Regions from separate parts of the Rattus norvegicus genome. Here region 2 is linked to region 1. The links are chromatin contacts, called in public Hi-C maps. All regions are on one chromosome and are shown on one strand. Each heading gives the region's core, a stretch centred on a gene start, on an enhancer-like site or on the middle of the called end of the contact. The rest is flanking DNA. Distances are from core to core; before and after follow the strand shown. Region 1 overlaps LOC102548116 (a long non-coding RNA gene). Region 2 holds the start of Pou3f1 (POU class 3 homeobox 1).

Region 1 (2,700 bases), core at 56-2,555:
AATTTTCCAAGCTAGGAATGGCCTGGGAGCTCCTTCCTCCCACAATCCCCTAGGGTAAAAATGTTCAGAGATGGAAGGGTGTCCGTCTGCTTCCACATCCGGTAATAGTGTGAACTCGGCTCCCTCGCCTCGTGACTGGTCCTTCCTTCAAACACCAAGCCAATGAGCCAGATCCAGGGCTGGGCTGTGTAGCTCAGTCATAAGGCATGCGCCTAACATAGGCAAAGGCCTAGGTTCCAACACCAATGCTACAAAAATAAAATGAAAACTAAAAAAGAATAATATGAACCGGGTGGTGATACATACCTTTAATCCCAGCGCTCGAGAGGCAGAGGCAGGCAGATCTCTTTTGAGTTCAAGGCCGGTCTTGTCTACAGAGTGAGTCCCAGGACAGCCAGGGCTACACAGAGAAACCCTGTCTCAAACACAACCTACCAATAATAATAATAATAATAATAATAATAATAATAATAATAATAATAAAATGACAATAAGAGTAACCACTGAGCCATACAGCCCTTCTCCTCTCCCAACACCTTTCTCCCAGGGCCTATTGCGCTCCCCTGTGGAAACCTTCAAAGTCCTCCTCAGACTGGGATCAGTCCCTGATATCTTTGTCTGACTCAGTCTAGGTATCCCCTTCTGTACTTTATCCCCACCCCAACCCCTCTCTCTGTTGGGCAAAGCCATTAGCCCCAAGGCTACTGACAGCTTCCTGGGAGTTGCAACTAGGCACAATCGGGAATCAAAAAGCTCCTTTAACTGTCCTCCAGGAATGAGGGGTCCGGCCCTCAGAAGACACCACCAAAACTGTGAGAAGGGGCCCAGAGGAGTGGCCACAACATTCTCAGAGCTTGCAGAGGGATTCAGACTCCTGTGTCAGTGGGAATTCTGAAGCTCCCAGCACATGAGCTCATGGGTGGCTGAGTGCCCAGCCCTGTGCTTCATGGCTCTGGAATGTGTTTTCTAGGCTGATCTGCCTTGCTCCCCCCATCTTACCACAGCAAGTGCTGCTGTGTGCTCTCGGCTCTTCAAAGCCAGAAAGAATTTTTTTTCTTTCTAATACTTACCAAGTCTTGTGTGTATAGTGTGTGTGAGTGTGTGTGTGTGTGTGTGTCTGTGTGCACACTTGGCGCGCACACGCATACATGCGCCCATGTAAGCAGCATACATACAAGCACCCAGGCCTTGCCCAAGGGTCAAAGCCACTGTCTGTGTGCATGGCTGAACCTGTGTGTACCTGGCTCTAGGCATGAGTGGGCACCATGGGCATATCTGTGTGTGCTTGTGTATGTAGTGAGTGTATTCTGTGCATGAGTAGTTTTAAAGGAACGCAGTGGGATCCGCTTGGGGCCCTGTGTAGCTGAACCTTATTTATAGCTCTCCTCTGTCTGCTTCGTTTCCTCTAACTTCCCTGCAGAATGATATGAATGGAAATGACACTATTGACTATCTTGGTAACCATAAAAGACCTTATAGAAATAAGATTTTTATAGTTTGTGGACTGGGAGAATCAAAAGACTAAGAGTTATGGACTCGCAGGAGAGGAGAGAATCAAGCCGAGGCAGTCGGAGGGGTCCCCGGGTGGATCGTCTGTGGGTTTTTTTTAAAACAAACTCATATAAATAAAGTGATTGTCTTGAAAGAGTTATGGGAGCCCTGAAGCTGGGCAACATCCCTTCTGCAGAGGCGGAGGGCAGCTTGTTCTCTGCCTGAGAGGAAGCCCTCAGTTTCGCTGAGTTCCTGCTCCTGGCCTCCCCAGAGAGGTAAAGGAGGCAGCCATAAGCCAGACACTGCCCTTTTGTCTCCTGGGGACCCACAGAATTTGATGCATTAGGAGTTGAGCTCCCCACCAGCTCGGTGCCCTACACCGGGTGCCAACCCTGAGATCAAAACTACAGGATCTGACTTTCCAGGCTGACACAGAAAGACCCTTCCGGCCTCAGGAAGGCACAGCATTTAAAACACTCCCTCAGCACCCATCCCCAGCTCCCTTAGGAAGCTATACAGCACGGCCCTGTACACACCATGATCCATCCACCGCACCAAAAACTCCAAATCCAGTGCCGATAAGCTTCAGCAACGCCCACTTAGAATCTGTATTTTCAGAGAGGAAGCAGAGCCACCCTGCCCCCTCAGAGCTCAAAAGACGTGCCTACAGTTGATTGGTACATGGAAACCAAGGTACACTCGCCTACCCAGGGCAACAGGAGAGACGGGAGAGAGCGGGTCTGAAGCCTACGGGTGAAAATCCAGGATTTGGCCAGGTGGTAGTGACCCATGCCTTTAATCCCAGCACTCGGGAGGCAGAGGCAGGTGGATCTCTGTGAATTTGAGGCCAACCTGGTCTACAGAGAGTCCTAGGGTAGCCAGGGATACACAGAGAAACCCCATCCTGAAAAAAAAAAAAAGATGAAGAAAGGAAAAGAAAATTCAGGTTTTGTTCATCCCAACAATGTAAGCATTGGGTTCTGGGTACTCAGCAGAATCATTCAACTGAAGCCCTAAGGGTTCACCTGTCCATCAGGAGGGGGACACTCACTGACTGGCATGAAGATCATGATACAGGAGAGTAGGACTGACTGCACAATTGCCCAGGGAGCACAGTTGGTCCTGATGAGGAAGCTTCTCCACAAGTCTCTGAAATGCACGTAGGAGCTTGCTAGAGAGCAAGCAAGGGCTGGTAAACTCAAAGGCCCC
Region 2 (2,700 bases), core at 13-2,512, 90 kb after region 1:
GTCCACTTCTCCAACAAGGACACCTCAACCTCAATTCCTATCAGACGAACCCGAGTCGGCTCCACGGGAAGCTAGACAGTTGCCAGCTAACAGCCTGCACATTGGATTTCCGAAGTGCCCAACTGTTCTTCCCTAAGTCGTCCACTCATCCTATCCTGCAAGTTTCCAGCCGGCATGACCCCACCATAACCAGCGCCAACAACGGACCACCGGTTCAAGCTGGGAGGAAACAACAAGAAAAGGCTACAGCAGGGCAGGACAGGGCCCAGTGTCCATCCCCCACCCACTGGTGGCGCTTTCTTAGGAACCAGTCTTCACCTCGAGGTTCTCTCATTCCAGAACCCCGGAGCCCGGCTGGTTCCTAGAGCTCGCATCTCCGCGTACAGCCTCTGTGGCTCGCTGTCCTGGCTCAGCACTGCCCACGCGGTACTCACCTGGCCTCGGTGCCCAGGAAAAGGAAGGTGAGCCGACGAGAGGCGTGAAGCCCAAGCCGATCCGACTCTGTCCGTGCCTGCTGCACTTTCAGAACCGCATAGGTCTAGCTAGTTGTGACGCTGAATCTATAGGGAGAAGAAGGAAAACCGAGACCGTGGGAGAGCCCGGTGCGACCTGGCAGCCGCAGGAGGCGAGGCCCCGGAGGTGAGCAGCCGCGCGGTACCGAGCCGAGAAGTCACGCTGCCTCGCTCTCGCCGCAGCCTAGAATCGCGGGATCCTGGCCCGCAAGCAGCGGCGCACCGCAGGAAGGAGTGCGGGGCTGAGTCTCTGCTCGGAGCCCGAGCGCCTCCCGGAGCCCGCAATCCCCCGCCCGCCCCAGTGGGATGCGGGCGGAAATTGAGCTTGTGTGGAACGTGGGGACCGACCGGGCTCCGAGTCTCCCGCGCTGCGGTGAGAGCGGGGCCCACGCAGCCGGGACCGGAGGGGGTGCGGTCCCAGTGCCACCCCCGCGCCACTCCCCACGTGGCGGCCGCGCCCCCGGGGCGTGAATGTGTACGCGGGCGGTGCTGGGGGGGGGTCATGAATGAAGCCCCAGCGGCCAATCAGCACTGCCGGCGCGCGGGACCCCGAGAGCGAGACCCAATAGAGAGCTGTGGGTTGCAGGCCACGGCGGAGGGCGGGCACGGGGGGCGGAGGCCGGGGCCGGGAGGCGGGAGGCGGCTCCGCGGGCAGCCAATGGGCGGCGGGCGGGGTGGGGCTCCGGAGCGCCCAGCGGGTCCCGGCTTTAAGCCGGCGGAGCGCGGCGGCGGGGCCCGCAGACGGAGCGAGGCGGCGGCGGCGGCGCGGCGCAGGGCGCGGGGCGGCATGGCCACCACCGCGCAGTATCTGCCGCGGGGCCCCGGCGGCGGAGCTGGGGGCACCGGGCCGCTCATGCATCCCGATGCCGCCGCGGCGGCGGCAGCGGCGGCGGCGGCCGAGCGGCTGCACGCGGGGGCCGCGTACCGCGAAGTGCAGAAGCTGATGCACCACGAGTGGCTGGGCGCGGGCGCGGGCCACCCCGTGGGCCTAGCGCACCCTCAATGGCTACCCACGGGAGGAGGCGGCGGCGGCGACTGGGCGGGCGGCCCGCACCTGGAACACGGCAAGGCAGGCGGTGGCAGTACCGGCCGAGCTGACGACGGCGGCGGTGGCGGAGGTTTCCACGCCCGCTTGGTGCACCAAGGGGCGGCCCACGCGGGCGCGGCATGGGCACAAGGCGGCACAGCGCACCACTTGGGCCCCGCCATGTCGCCGTCGCCCGGGGCCGGCGGGGGTCACCAGCCCCAGCCGCTCGGGCTGTACGCTCAGGCGGCCTACCCCGGTGGCGGCGGCGGCGGCCTGGCCGGGATGTTGGCGGCGGGAGGCGGCGGCGCGGGACCCGGCCTGCACCACGCGCTGCACGAGGACGGCCACGAGGCACAGCTGGAGCCGTCGCCACCACCGCACCTGGGCGCACACGGACACGCACACGGACATGCACACGCGGGCGGCCTGCACGCGGCGGCGGCGCACCTGCACCCAGGCGCGGGCGGTGGTGGCTCGTCGGTGGGCGAGCACTCGGACGAGGATGCTCCCAGCTCCGACGACCTGGAGCAGTTCGCCAAGCAGTTCAAGCAACGACGCATCAAGCTGGGCTTCACCCAGGCCGACGTGGGGCTAGCGCTGGGCACCCTCTACGGTAATGTGTTCTCGCAGACCACCATCTGCCGCTTCGAGGCCCTGCAGCTGAGCTTCAAGAACATGTGCAAGCTCAAACCGCTGCTCAACAAGTGGCTGGAGGAGACCGACTCGTCCAGCGGCAGCCCCACCAACCTGGACAAGATCGCGGCGCAGGGCCGCAAGCGCAAGAAGCGCACGTCCATTGAGGTGGGTGTCAAAGGCGCGCTCGAGAGCCACTTTCTCAAGTGTCCCAAGCCGTCTGCGCACGAGATCACCGGCCTGGCCGACAGCCTGCAACTGGAGAAGGAGGTGGTGCGTGTCTGGTTCTGCAACCGGCGGCAGAAGGAGAAGCGCATGACCCCCGCGGCCGGCGCGGGCCACCCGCCCATGGACGACGTTTATGCGCCTGGGGAGCTGGGGCCTGGCGGAGGCGGCGCGTCGCCACCCTCTGCGCCCCCGCCACCCCCGCCGGCCGCGCTACACCACCACCATCACCACACACTACCCGGCTCCGTGCAGTGACCCTGCGGACTGGGTTCCCCGCCGGCGCAGCGGTGCCTCCGGCGC

Evidence for each region. Hi-C and Micro-C count contacts between places; a contact is called where the count stands out from the background.
Region 2: a contact with region 1 is called in a Hi-C map of Schwann cells, with 5 times the contacts expected there. The contact joins the promoter of Pou3f1 here to the enhancer-like site in region 1. A contact is called at or near these places in 2 of 12 Hi-C or Micro-C datasets (Schwann cells and liver).

What each region holds. Positions count from the first base shown.
Region 1 is chr5:142,104,111-142,106,810 of GRCr8, forward strand. All of the region lies in intron 1 of LOC102548116 (a long non-coding RNA gene), which reads right to left. Among named protein-coding and RNA genes, the nearest start is that of Pou3f1, 90 kb to the right of the region's middle. Within about 2 kb of position 1,306, at least 17 of the 93 cell types and tissues checked have an H3K27ac peak or open chromatin away from gene starts, as enhancers often do. A contact at or near this core is called in Schwann cells, where this site is marked.
Region 2 is chr5:142,193,828-142,196,527 of GRCr8, forward strand. Pou3f1 (POU class 3 homeobox 1) reads left to right here and starts at 1,263. Exons shown (of 1, transcript NM_138838.2): 1 at 1,263-2,700. The coding sequence starts at 1,300. The coding sequence ends at 2,655. LOC102548116 (a long non-coding RNA gene) reads right to left here and starts at 979. Exons shown (of 9, transcript XR_005504985.2): 1 at 435-979.